Linked DNA regions of Mus musculus: region 1 is linked to region 2. A link is a contact called in public promoter capture Hi-C data. All regions are on one chromosome and are shown on one strand. Each heading gives the region's core, a stretch centred on a gene start, on an enhancer-like site or on the middle of the called end of the contact. The rest is flanking DNA. Distances are from core to core; before and after follow the strand shown.

What was found. Capture Hi-C pulls out chosen DNA fragments and counts their contacts.
Region 1: a contact with region 2 is called in a promoter capture Hi-C map of liver, with 3 times the contacts expected there. The contact joins two enhancer-like sites. A contact is called at or near these places in 1 of 39 promoter capture datasets (cranial neural crest), 2 of 115 datasets of contacts at active chromatin or transcription factors (astrocytes and pancreatic cancer cells) and 1 of 9 other capture datasets (liver).

What each region holds. Positions count from the first base shown.
Region 1 is chr3:153,925,729-153,932,365 of GRCm38.p6, forward strand. Acadm (acyl-Coenzyme A dehydrogenase, medium chain) reads right to left here. Exons shown (of 12, transcript NM_007382.5): 9 at 4,489-4,629; 10 at 3,803-3,898; 11 at 1-185. Among named protein-coding and RNA genes, the nearest start is that of Acadm, 16 kb to the right of the region's middle. Within about 2 kb of position 4,128, at least 15 of the 459 cell types and tissues checked have an H3K27ac peak or open chromatin away from gene starts, as enhancers often do. A contact at or near this core is called in liver, where this site is marked.
Region 2 is chr3:152,790,921-152,797,151 of GRCm38.p6, forward strand. It overlaps a transcript of Pigk not described here. Among named protein-coding and RNA genes, the nearest start is that of Gm40181, 38 kb to the left of the region's middle. Within about 2 kb of position 2,026, at least 20 of the 459 cell types and tissues checked have an H3K27ac peak or open chromatin away from gene starts, as enhancers often do. A contact at or near this core is called in liver, where this site is marked.

The DNA.
Region 1 (6,637 bases), core at 2,878-5,377, 1.1 Mb after region 2:
CCGAAAATCTGCACGGCGTCAGTGGCTAGCTGATTGGCAATGTCTCCAGCAAAGGCCTTTGCAATCGAGGCATAGTAAGTGTTCCGGCGACCGGAGTCAACCTCCCAGGCTGCTCTCTGGTAACTGAGCCTAGCGAGTTCAACCTTCATCGCCATTTCTGCGAGCAGAAATGAAACTCCTTGGTGCTAGAATTAAGGAGGAAATGGTTAAAGGGCATCTCAAAAAAAAATTGTAATTTTTTTTCCTTAAAACTCTTTTATTTTGCACTAGTTGTAGGCTTGCAGAAAAGTTATACCCGGCTTCCCCTAACTGTAAGATGAGGGCGGTAGGCCCGAACATTCAGAGCTCTAAAGACCCTAGCCAGATTGGCCAAGTTCCCCATCAATTATTCTGTCATCTGTTTCAATATCACAAATTGATTCAAATTATTTTTTTCTCTTTTGGATTTTTTTTTTTTTTTTTTTTTGCTTTGTTTTTCAAGACAGGATTTCTCTGTGTAGCCCTGGCTGCCCTGGAACTCACTCTGTAGACCAGGTTGGCCTGGAACTCAGAAATCCACCTGCCTTTGCCTCCCAAGTGCTGGGATTAAAGGTGTGCGCCACCAACGCCCGGTTGTTTGCTTGTTTTAAAGGACTTTGTTATATAGCTTACGCTGCCTAAAACTCTTCCTGTTTCAGCCTGCTGAGTGTTATGACTTCAGACTTGGGATTAATTTCAAAGATTTATTTATTTTATGTGTTGTTTTACTTCTATGTATTTAAGTACACCATGTGCATGCAGTGCCCTCACAGGCCAGAGAGGGCGTCAGAGCTGCTGCAACTGGAGTTACAGACGGTTGTGAGCGGCTAGGTGGGTGGTGGTAAGAGCCCAGGGCCTCTACAAGAGCATCGTGTGCTCTTAACCACTGAGTCACCTCTCTAGATCAATTATTATTATTATTTTCTTTATATATATATATATATATATATATATATAATTAAGTATTTTCCTCAATTACATTTCCAATGCTATCCCAAAAGTCCCCCATACCCTTATTATTATTTTTCCATACAAGGTCTCTTTATGTAGCCCTGGTTGTCCTGGAACTCGCTATGTAGACCAGGCTGGTCTAAACATGGGGTCACCTGCACTGGCATCCTGAGTGCTGGGATTAAAGGCATGGTCCACTATGTCTGGCTAGAATCTAACTTTTGAATAGACAGAATATCCACCAAGTAAATGTTCCAAAAGTAAAGGGATACTTGGTAAACATTTCCCCTCCTTTCAGTCATCCCTGCCTACTGCCCACCCACCCAGCCCCCTCCCAGCAGGTAAGCAATGGTATCAGTCTGTTTTCTTTGCAGAGGCAGTGTACACACTGGAATGCAAATGCCGCCCGGGCTGATAGTTTTTCATTCTGCTTTTCTGGTCAGTAAATCGTACCCAGCTGTATCAATGCATGAAGAATTCTCCGAGCTTTTGTAGTTGCTCAGACTCCATCCCTCTTCCGTGGGTCGTTAATATTTTGCTTATTTCTGCGTAGTGCTGAAGCGAAGGGTAGATGTGACACAGGTGCTATCTTAGTGCTATCTTTTTTTCCTAAGATTTATTTACTTTATGTGTATGGGTGTTCGGGCTGCACGCACAGACATGAGCACCACATGCGTGCCGGGTGTGACGTTCCCTGGGATTGGAGTAACTACTGACAGCTGTGAGCTGCCATGTCCCCTCGAGGAGCAGCCAGTGCTCTTAACTGGCTGAGCTGTCTTTCCAGCCCCAGGGATAGCGTTTTTAAAAAAATATGGGTCCAAAGTAGGTGCTTTTATTGATTGCTGCATGTGATTCATAAGAAGAGTTGCTCTCTGTGACATGTTCAACACGTAGTACCCTCTCTCCTTTGACTTTGGTAACTCCACCTTATAGGTTTCATTTGGGGACTTAAATCTTGGCTCTGTATCCTCTGTTAAGTGTTTGTTCTATGATGAATAACTGATCTCCAAAGTAAATGTTCCCGAGAGTAGAAACTGCAGAGCCTCTTTTCCGTACAAAGGAAAGAATCTGTAAACGAGTGACTCAACTCTATCTCAGGTGGAACAGCTTGCGGTGAGAGTAAGGAGCCCGCCATCGCCACACCATGTACGAGGTAATGCTGGGAGGTTACGTGTGAGCTGGAGGCTCAGTTAGAGGGATTTGAAAGAGATGAAAGGGGGCTGGAGAGATGGCTCAGTGGTTAAGGGCACTGACTGCTCTTCCTGAGGTCCTGAGTTCAATTCCCAGCAACCACATGGTGGCTCACAACCATCTGTAACGGGATCGGATGCCCTCTTCTGGTGTTTCTGAAGATAGCAACAGTGTGCTCACATACATAAAATAAATGGCTTAAAAAAAGGGGAAGGGGGGCTGGTGAGATGGCTCAGGGGTTAAGAGCGCCAACTGCTCTTCCAAAGGTCCTGAGTTCAAATCCCAGCAACCACAGGGTGGCTCACAGTCATCTGTAACGAAATCAGATGCCTCTTCTGGAGTGTCTAAGACAGCTACGGTGTACTTACATATAATAAATAAATAAATATTTTAAAAGAAAAAAGGGGGGAGGGGGTGGGGGTGGTGAGATGGCTCAGCGGTTAAGAACACTGACTATTCTTCTGAAGGTCCTGAGTTCAAACCCCAGCAACCACATGGTGGCTTACAACCACCCGTAATGACATCTGACGCCCTCTACTGGTGTGTCTGAAGACAGCTACAGTGTACTTACATATAAATAATAAATAGATCTTTAAAAAAAAAAAGAAGAAAGAAAGAAAGAAAGAGATGAAAGAGCATATGTGGGGAGAATCAAGCCAGAGAGGATGGCCGGACACTGACAGACTGACAGAAGACCCCTGCACATGGAGGCATGGAGCTCCGTGCAGAGGAAAGCCCAGAGCCATGGCATCAGATGGATCCAGACAGGGAGTCATCTTCCACCACTCCACTTTACTGAAGCGGGAGCTGAGGCAGAAAGAAGTAAAGAAGTGATGTTTCTGACGACCCACAGGGATAGTCATGAAGCCAGGCTGAACGGTGCCCGTGTCCTGATGGGGCACACATCATCCCAGCACTCAAGAGGCAGGGACGGGTGGACCTCAGTGAGTGTCAGGCCAGCCTGGCCTACCAAAAACATATTTACTGAGGACACACACTAAGACCTATAGCAGAGTATCAGTTATACAGACGGCACGTAATACTTATATTCTTTTTCTTAACAATTTACAGAGTGATCAACTGTGAGCGACATAGCCAAAAGGAACTCTGCTCTCACAGGCAACAGTGATGAAAGCTTAGAATCTTCTTCCCCACAAAATAGAGAAGACTATTTTGTTCTTTAGCAGTAACTTCTAAATATTTAGACGCATTGCGTGTCTTCAAATGTCAACAAAGCAAGCATAGTGCTAAGGTCACCTCAAGAGCTGGGTAGAGAGGGCTGTCAGGAAAAGGCTTGTCACACAAGCGTGAGGACCGGAGTTCAGATCCCCAGAACCCATGTGAAGAAGTTGGATGGTGAGGCTTGTGCCAGGAATCCCAGCACCATGGAGGCAGGCACAGGCAGATGCCTTGAGCTCACCTAACCTAAGTGCAAGCCCAAGGCCAGTGGGAGAGGATACATCAACAAAACCAAACCAAACTGCTAAGAGCAGCAGGACACCAGGGTGGTCCTCTGGTCTCCACACAGATGTGCTATATGCGCATTCTCACACACACACACACACACACACACACACACACACACACACACACACACACACAGAGGGAGAGCGAGAGGGAAGGAGGGAAGGAGGGAGATTACCTCCACTAGCAGCTTTCCAAATGTCTTCCTATCCAGGGCATACTTCGTGGCTTCGTCTAGAGCTCTCTGGGCTAGCCCGACAGCGCCAGCTGCGACCTAGAACATGATGAGCATCACGTGAAGCAAAAATTCACATTGTCATCAAGCCACACAGCTTATGGCCTGATTCCAGCGAAGGAGTACACAGACAGGAAGTGACGTCACTGGGGCGGGGAGGAGCGTGCTTGGGTTTATTTTTAAATTACAGGTAACGGCAAGGCTGGGAATACAGAGGGCATGTTTGGCTTTCAGTAGAGCCTGAGTTTATCCCCATTGCCAATCAGCCAATCAATCAATCAGCTAACTGTGAGACTGAGGCTCACAGCCTAGTGAGGTCATTGCTGTTTAACCAGGGAGCCTTCCACGGACCCAGGCTAAGTGAGTAGCAGAATACACAGTGATCCACAACCAACAGGAATGATCAACACAAGGATGAATTTTCTGGAATTCTAGCAAAGAATATTCTAGAGCCTGCTAAATTCGTTTCTATACTGAGCAGTGAAAGATGAACTACACACAGGACAAGCAACAATCTCCTCTCCACCATTACTAAAATAAGGTAGACATTTAAAAAGACACACACATACAATGTTAAAATAAACCTAGTCGCTGAAAACCACAAAGGTCCCACAGAGTGATCGGCTTACTGTAGGTCTGGTTCTATCAAAAGCACCCATTGCGATCTTGAAACCTGCTCCTTCACCGATTAACACATTTTCCTTAGGCACTCTGACGTCTTCGAAAGCAATTCCTCTGGTGTCAGAGCATCGCTGGCCCATGTTTAGTTCCTAGAGAGAAGGTCGCATAAGAAACACTTAGGAGTTACAGCACTGCTGGTGTCAATCCTTCCTTTGTGCCTTTTGAATTTCCTAAGGCAGGGCCTGTTGTGCCTGCCCCGTGAGTTGAGCTTCCATAGAATCCAAACACTCCTGTCTCTGCCCGTCCTCTGCAGCTACGAGGGCAGGGCCGAGCTGTATAAGAGATCCCGTGGCTGCAAAGCCTCACAGGTTTCTTTTTTTTTTTTTTTTTTTTTATTTATTTATTTATTATATGTAAGTACATTGTAGCTGTCTTCAGACACTCCAGAAGAAGGGGTCAGATCTTGTTACGGATGGTTGTGAGCCACCATGTGGTTGCTGGGATTTGAACTCTGGACCTTTGGAAGAGCAGTCGGGTGCTCTAACCCACTGAGCCATCTCACCAGCCCCGCCTCACAGGTTTCTAATCTGGATCTTTCTAGAAATATGTGCCAGCCCAATCTAAAACGGTATTTCACAAACTGAAAACAGCACTAACTTAAAGTTCTACATAACTAGACTTTGTTAACTCAAATAAACTAAAACCACAGAAACTAAAAAGCTTCTTAGATCTATGTCAAAGCACAAAATTTCTAGGACACAAAACATTTTTTTTTTTTTAAAGTATAGAATAGGGGCTGGCAAGATGGCTCAGTGGGCAAGAGCACTGACTGCTCTTCCAAAGGTCCTGAGTTCAAATCCCAGCAACCACATGGTGGCTTACAACCACCCATAATGAGATCTGACACCCTCTTCTGGCGTGTCTGAAGACAGCTACAGTGTACTTACATATAATAATAAATAAATCTTTAAAAAAAAAGTATAGAATAGAGTTTATTTAGGGCATGGGGAGGGGAGTTGAGAGGGCAGTAGAGACAGAAAGGCAGAGAGAGGGCAGAGGAGTAGAGAGGAAGAGGCCGGCCATGAGCACGTGGCGAGAGAGCGGGGAGGGTGAGAGGACAGAGAGGGATCGAGAAGCAAAGAGTAGCACAAACAGGTCTGATAACGTGAATCTCTCAGACTTGCAAATGGCCATTTGTTTAAAAGAGTATATTTTTAGGAGGCTAAGTAGCTGATAATCTATGCTAGAAATAATCTATACAAGAAAGTGAATCCCCAGGGGTAGATATTTATCATTACCTACTGTACAGTGTGCATTCAGTTATAAATATTGATTCAGTTTTCCTAAGTGAGAATGAGATTAGAAACATTGAGACATCAGTTGTCACACCAGTTTGCTACTGCCCTAAGGTTCCTTCCAGTTAGCAGAGACAGTCAGGCTTGGCCCGAGTCTGCCAGAAACCGACGCTATGGGGGAGAGCGTGATCCGCTACATACACATGCCAAGGCCGATCTCTGGGGACAAGTGTGATGACCCACAGTGCTCATGTCCTGTGTAAACATGGGCTTAGCCGTCTATTTGTAAATCGCACTCAGCCTTCAGTATCTTCTCCTTAAAACATAGAGTAATACAGCAATCAGAAATGTCGCAGGCAAAAATCCTCCAAGTCTGTTAGTAAAGGACACGAGATCACTCATCTCAGGTTAGCCTCTACCTTTGTGGCTATCAGTAAATCACAGATTTGGTTGGGCCTTGGTTTCTGTAGTCAGCACAGGCTAGAGTAAACAGCAAGTAGAGTCCAGACTTTAACTTCCACAACCTAAAAGACAAGTCCCGTCCTTGTCCCTTTTTTGAGACAGAGTTTCAGTATGCTGTTGACACTGGGCTAGAATTTGTGATCCTCCTGCCTCGGCCTCTGCAGTACTGGGATTGAAGGGACGCCGCACTACCATGCCCAGCAAAAGTTATATACATTTCACATAGTCAAGCAACACATTTCTAAAGAGATCTGGACACAACAGAAGATCCTATAAACCGAAGGTTGCCTTAGAAACCTGTTTTATGTCTCAGTTAAAATGTGTTCTTCCAGTTTAGCCTAAGGGAGACCAACTCCAACATCTGACCAGCTAATTCAAACCTTCCCACATGGGGTAAGAA
Region 2 (6,231 bases), core at 776-3,275:
CACACCTCAGGGGAGCCCGGGCCCGCACGCCAACTGCTGGCCAGCACACCTCTGCACGGCTGCTGGTCAGCACCTCAGGGGTTGCGGGGCTCCCGTACCCCTTCCTTATGTGCAGAAATCTTTACTGTCTTGGACATGTGCTGTGAAACACTTGGCTTTGTTTAACTGTGTGTGTGCACCTATCACTGGGTTTTGCTCCCTCAGCCCTCACTGCCTCACCCCAAATAATCTCACTTCGGTGTCACACATATGCACATGAGAAGGTTTCAGGTTTTAGATTCAAGGGTGACACCGAGACACATATAGCATATGTTATGATATGTATGTATGTATGTATGTATGTATGTATGTATGTATTTATAATTATCATTTTATGTTATATGCATTTATGTATTAGAAAAGAGATTAATGTCACAGATAGACAGGCAACAGCATACAGAGGCTCCAAGGAGAGCTCAGATCAGCATGACAGAGTAAAAGTCTCCTCTTAAATACTTGAGAGGAAGAGGGAGGGGAACTGTATGGAAAGGTTTGCTGGTTTGGCCCTAGGTGGCCTTAGCTAGGGTAAGCAGTGAGTACTCACACAGTCACAGAACGTTAGGTCAAGGTCTTTCCGGGTTGGCCATTACTGGAGCAAGTGAGCAGAGAAGACGTTGAGAGAAATAGGTCTCTGGTTCTAGAGACCTAATTACCTTGGCCAGATCACCTTGGATTCTGGAATCGTCACAGTTCAACCAAAATGGAGGAGCTGTATGAAAAGTTGTGTGACCTTGGCTCACTGCTGCAGGTGAGAGAACATGCCACTCTTGGTCTTTGCCTGCCCCAGGCCTCGTCTCCTCCCCATACACCTACCTTCACATCACTCCTATATTTCTCTTTAGATGTATTTAAGTATATAGTCTGCCCAGGAGAGAGTGTGTAGCATTTGACTTTCTGAGTGGCTTATTTCACTTAACACCGAGGTCTCCAATTCCATTCATTTCCCTCTAGATGGTGCAGTTTGGCTCAGATCATACAGTGCATTGCCTTTGTCCACTCACTGGCTGATAGACATCTCACTGGCTCCTTACCTTGGCTGTTGTGGGTAGTGACATGAATGCAGTAAACACGAATGCTGTTTTATCTCCTATGGAGAGATTGAACAAGACTGCAGTATTTGCTGTAGCACAGCTGCGAGCAGCATTCTTTAAGGTTGATCAAGTTTGCAGCACTATTTCTGAGTTCTGTGTAGACGTTCCAGGACTGCACACCACTCTGACTTCCTTTGCTTTTCCAAAATGTTGTAATTGCTGGAAACAGACATCTATGTAGTGTTTACTATGGGCAATACTGCAAATTCAATGATGCTTCTCACATCAGGAGGTAGAGTCTGTAATACAGTCTCTCACTCCTCGGATCTGGGCTGGATAGACACTTCTTCTACTCAGTAGAACAGTACTGCCCATTCTGGAGTGAGGCCATTGAAGGTGACCCATACATATGCCCTGCTGTCTCTCGGGCCTCTAGGCCCAGCCACCATCCCTGAGGAACTGAGCCCTGTGGAGAAGCGTTGCTCCAGTCCAGACCCCAGCCAACCCATGGCACCATCTCCTGATTGCCCAGAACCATGAGCATATTGCAGTTAGAGAAACAGTGTCGAGTTGGAGCAGTTGCTAAGCAATAGTAACTGAGACCATCATCATGTGCTGTGCCTGGAGGTGCTCCCCGGATTGGGGGGTGGGGTGAGAAGGTAGGATTCTTTCCTAAAGAGTAACATGGTTCTAGAGTGGTTCCTGAGAGAACTGCTACCAGGGAAGAAACAAGAACAAGTCCCATTTAAGAGCCACACGATACGGACTCCACACAAGCACTTTCACTTTTAGTTACTGTGCCAACGGAAGCTTAGTGATCTGGAAATGAACCAGGCTCTGGACCAATTCCATCTGACATCTACCCCCTGCCACTTGGCAGGTTCTGCCCTTCCACTCACCTAGACTCAGAGGCTGAGGCCTACACCCTGAGAGCTGGTCACACGCATCCCATCTGGGAGCTCCTTTCCCTCACAGTGTGTTCAGACCTTCACTACTAAAGTTCTCAGAGCAATATGCTCTCTGCTAAATGCTTCATCGTGCTAGTTCATCTGGCTTTTTTCCTCCTCTCCCTGTTTGTGTGTGTGTGTGTGTGTGTGTGTGTGTGTGTGTGTGTGTGTGTGTTCATGAATGCGATCTCCTTACCACCTCTTCTTACTAACTACACTTTTTCACAGTGTCTCCTCTCCCTTCACGCTGCTGTCAGTTCCAGGCACTCCTGCTCAGCTGCTTGGCTTCCTTTAAGTCTTGTCTGAGTGCTTTTCCACAGCAGCGTGCTCCAGATGTTCTGCACATTTTTCCCAAATCAAAAGCTGCTTACAGTCCCCTGTATGTACATTCCCATCTGTATTTTCCAGTTGCCTCTTCATCATTGGCAGTCAAATGCCTATGTCTAGGTATCTTTCTTTTAAAAAAAAAATTAAATGTGTGTGTGGGGGGGGGTGTATCTGTGTAAGTAAGATGGAGTTATAACAGAGAAATGATATCTCATTAGACATCAGAGACTAGTGAATAAAAGATCCAGTTCTGAGAATGGGTTTATTACATCCCAGATGTTGTCCTCCCCATCCCAGTCCCCCTCTCTCCTCCCTCCCCTTTGCCCCTGAGAGGGCAGCCCTCCCTCAATATCCCTCCATCCTTGTTCATCCCGTCTCTGCACGACTAGCCGCATCCACTCCCTTTGAGGCCAGAGTATAGGGAGACTCAGAACTGCCCATATATGCTCTTTGTTTGGTGGCTTAGTCTCTGGGTGCTCCCAGGGGTCCAGGTTGGGTGACACTGTTGGTCTTCCTGTGGGGTTGCCATCTCCTTAAGGGCCTTCAGTCCTTGCCTTTTTCACAGTGGTCCCTGACCTCCATCCAATGTTTGTCATTATCTACATCTGTCTCGGTTGCTGAGTAGAGCCTCACAGAGGGCTGCTATGCTAGGCTCCTGTCTGCAAACACAACATAGTATATAGCATCATTAATAGTGTGAGGGATTGGTCTCTGCCCATAGGATGGGTCTCAAAATGGGCCAGTCACTAATCAGCCATTCCTTCAGTCTCTGCTCCATCTTTGTCCCTGCATTTCTGTTAGATAGAACCAATTTTAGGTCAGAAATTATGTAGGTGGTTTGGTGTACCCATTCCTCCACTGGTGGTCCTGTCTGGCTACTGGAGGTGGTCCCTTCAGGTTCCATATCCCAACTCACCCCACACAAAACTCAAGTCCAAATGGATCAAAGACCTCAACGTAAAACCAGATACACTGAATCTAATAGAAGAGAAAGTGAGAAACAGCCTTGAACACATTGGCCCAAGAGAAAATTATTTCCTGAACAGAACACCAATGGCTTAGAAACTAAGGTCAAGAATTAGTAAATGAGACCTCATGAAGCTGAAAAATCTTCTTTAAGGCAAAGGACAAAATGGCAGTCTACAGATTGGGAAAAGATCTTCACCAATTCTTTATCCAAGAGAGGGCTAATATCCAAAATATATAAAGAACTCAAGAATTTAGACTAAAAATTCCAAATAACCCATCAAGAACTGTGATGTTTTGTATATGCTCAGCCCAGGGAGTGGTGAGGCCTTGTTGAAGTAGGTGTGTCACTGTGGGCATAGGCTTTAAGACCCTCATCCTAGCTGCCTGGATGCTGCCATACTCCCACCTTGATGATACTGGATTGAACCTTTGATCCTGTAAGCCAGCCCTGATTAAATGTTGTCTTTATAAGAGATGCATTGGTCATGGTATCTGTTCACAGCAGTAAAACCCTAACTAAGATAAGAACTAAACAAGAGAATTCTCTACAAATCTTGAGTGGCTGAGAAGCACCTAAAGAAACGCTCAACATCCTTAGTCATCAATCAAAATGACCCTGAGATTCCACCTTACACCAATCAGAATGGCCAAGATCACAAAGGCAAGTAACAGCACATGCTGGTGAGGATACAGAGAAAGAGGAACACTCCTCCATTACTGCTGGGGTTGCAAACTGGTATAATCACTCTGGGAAATTTTCTGGCAGTTTTTCAGAAAATTGGAACTACTTCTACCAGAAGACCCAGCAATACCACTCCTTGGTATATACTCAAAAGATACCCCAAGGACACGTGCTCCACTATGTTCATATCAGCTTTATTTGTAATAGGCAGAAACTGGAAACAACCCAGATATCCCTCAATCAAAGAATGGATACAGAAATTGTGGTTCATGTACACAGTGAAATGCTATTCAGCTATTAAAAACAAGGGCATCATGAATTTTGCAGGCAAATGGTAGGAACTAGAAAATATCCTGAGTGAGGTAACCCAGTCCCTAAAGGATATGCATGGCATGTACTCACTGATAAGTGGATATTAGCCAGAAAGTTCAGAATATCCACAGTACTCCCCCACATCCCAGAAAGCCAGGATGAGGGACGCTTCCAGGACTCAATGCACATGACCTTAGGTATCTTTCTTAAGTGCTAGGTGAACTGTCCCTTTCTTCTTGAAAGCACCTAACTCAGCCTATCATCGTTTCTCTCATGATCCAGCTCTTCTTCTCTCTCTCTCCAATCCTCTTGGATGACCGAGGATTGTGAGGATATGTGTCCCGTGTTAGCGCATTGCCGGATGACCATGGCATACTTGGTGAGTTTAGTTTAGATCGCAGCCCTCCCAGTGCCTGTCCATGGGCTCAGGAGAACAGTTATGGTGGCAAGGACAAGAATCTGAGTGGACTTGGCCAAGGAAGCTCGCTCTCTGGAGATCACGGGTGTGAGTCCCCGAGTCTTAAGAGCCTGCCAGCTGGTCACATGAGTGTGCTTTTATAGCTGAATCTACAAGCTCCAAATAAAGATTTATTCTACTGGATGAAGTGATTAGAAACCACCAAACAGAAATTCAGTTGCTCTTACACACTGGGCATGAAGAAGGGCTTCTCCCAAGAAACCCCTTGGTAGTCCCATGATGAACAGTAATGGCTGGTGGAAGGCTATAACCAAAACCAATGAAGCAAAGAGCATCAGGCCAGGTGAGGAATCTCCCTTCTGAGTGAAGATTTGGTTCTTTTCTTCAGCTAAAAAAATGGTCACTGTGCTTCTGTGTGGGGGCTGAGGGAGACATAAACTCACCTTCCAACTGTGACTTTCAAGTCAGCTTTTTGGTAATGAGGCTGTCTTTGTGTATAGACATATATACATGTATTGCATATGTATTTAAAGAATATATGCTACACACACAAATATATATATATATATATATATATATATATATATATATATATATATATATATATATATTCTTTATAGTTACTTCGTTGGTGACAGTACCCCTACAATATCACCCTTAGGCAGGAGATACCCAGTGGAGCTGTGATGGAACACGAGGGTGATTTGCATTGTTGGCTGTAAAAGCAATGTTGCATTGCACACCTCTTAATTTTGGCATTGGGTTATAACTTCTTGTTAACATTTAACAGGTGACATCTTGTTAAATCTCAACAGAGCAGTGTCCTTGTACTCAGCTTAGGCGTGCAGAAGGGTGACAATGGAGCTGAATGGCCACAGAGCCACCATCAGCATATTGTCTTCACTCAGCCATTGTTCACAAGGCTCCTTCCTCATCCCAGCGAGTACTTGGTAAGCTTTGTCAGGATAGCATGCTGCAGAAACACTGCTTGTGTTGTTTCCAATGTTTCACTGCACTGTGTGCATGTATGTGCATGTGTGTATGCAAGTGAGTGTGTGTTCTGCAGTAACCAGTGGCAGGCATCCCAGAGCACCTTCCAGTGAACCGCTATGCTGCAGAGCACATCTCTGTAAATGCTTCACCAGGTAAGCTGACCTGCGCAGTTCCTCAGTGAAGGGTGTCTGGTGACCACGTTCCTACGAACATCCCATCCCCATCCCGTGAGGCACTTTTCAGAACAACCTGAGGCATGGTCCCCTCCAGGTAATGGCTTTCCCTAATACTCTGGGGCTTGCTGGAAAGCCCCTGACTGGAAGTGGCAGTGACCTTTGCTGCCATCCATCTGGCCATGCCATGTCCTCTCCATCTTTGTGACAGTCTCCCTGGGTGCCTCTCCTTGGACGCCCTGTCTCGGTCCTTGGGGTTCAGGGCTGCTTCTGATACCTGCCTTTCCTCTGAGCCCTGACTTTTAATCTCTCACCAGGACACCTCCTTACTGAGCGTTTT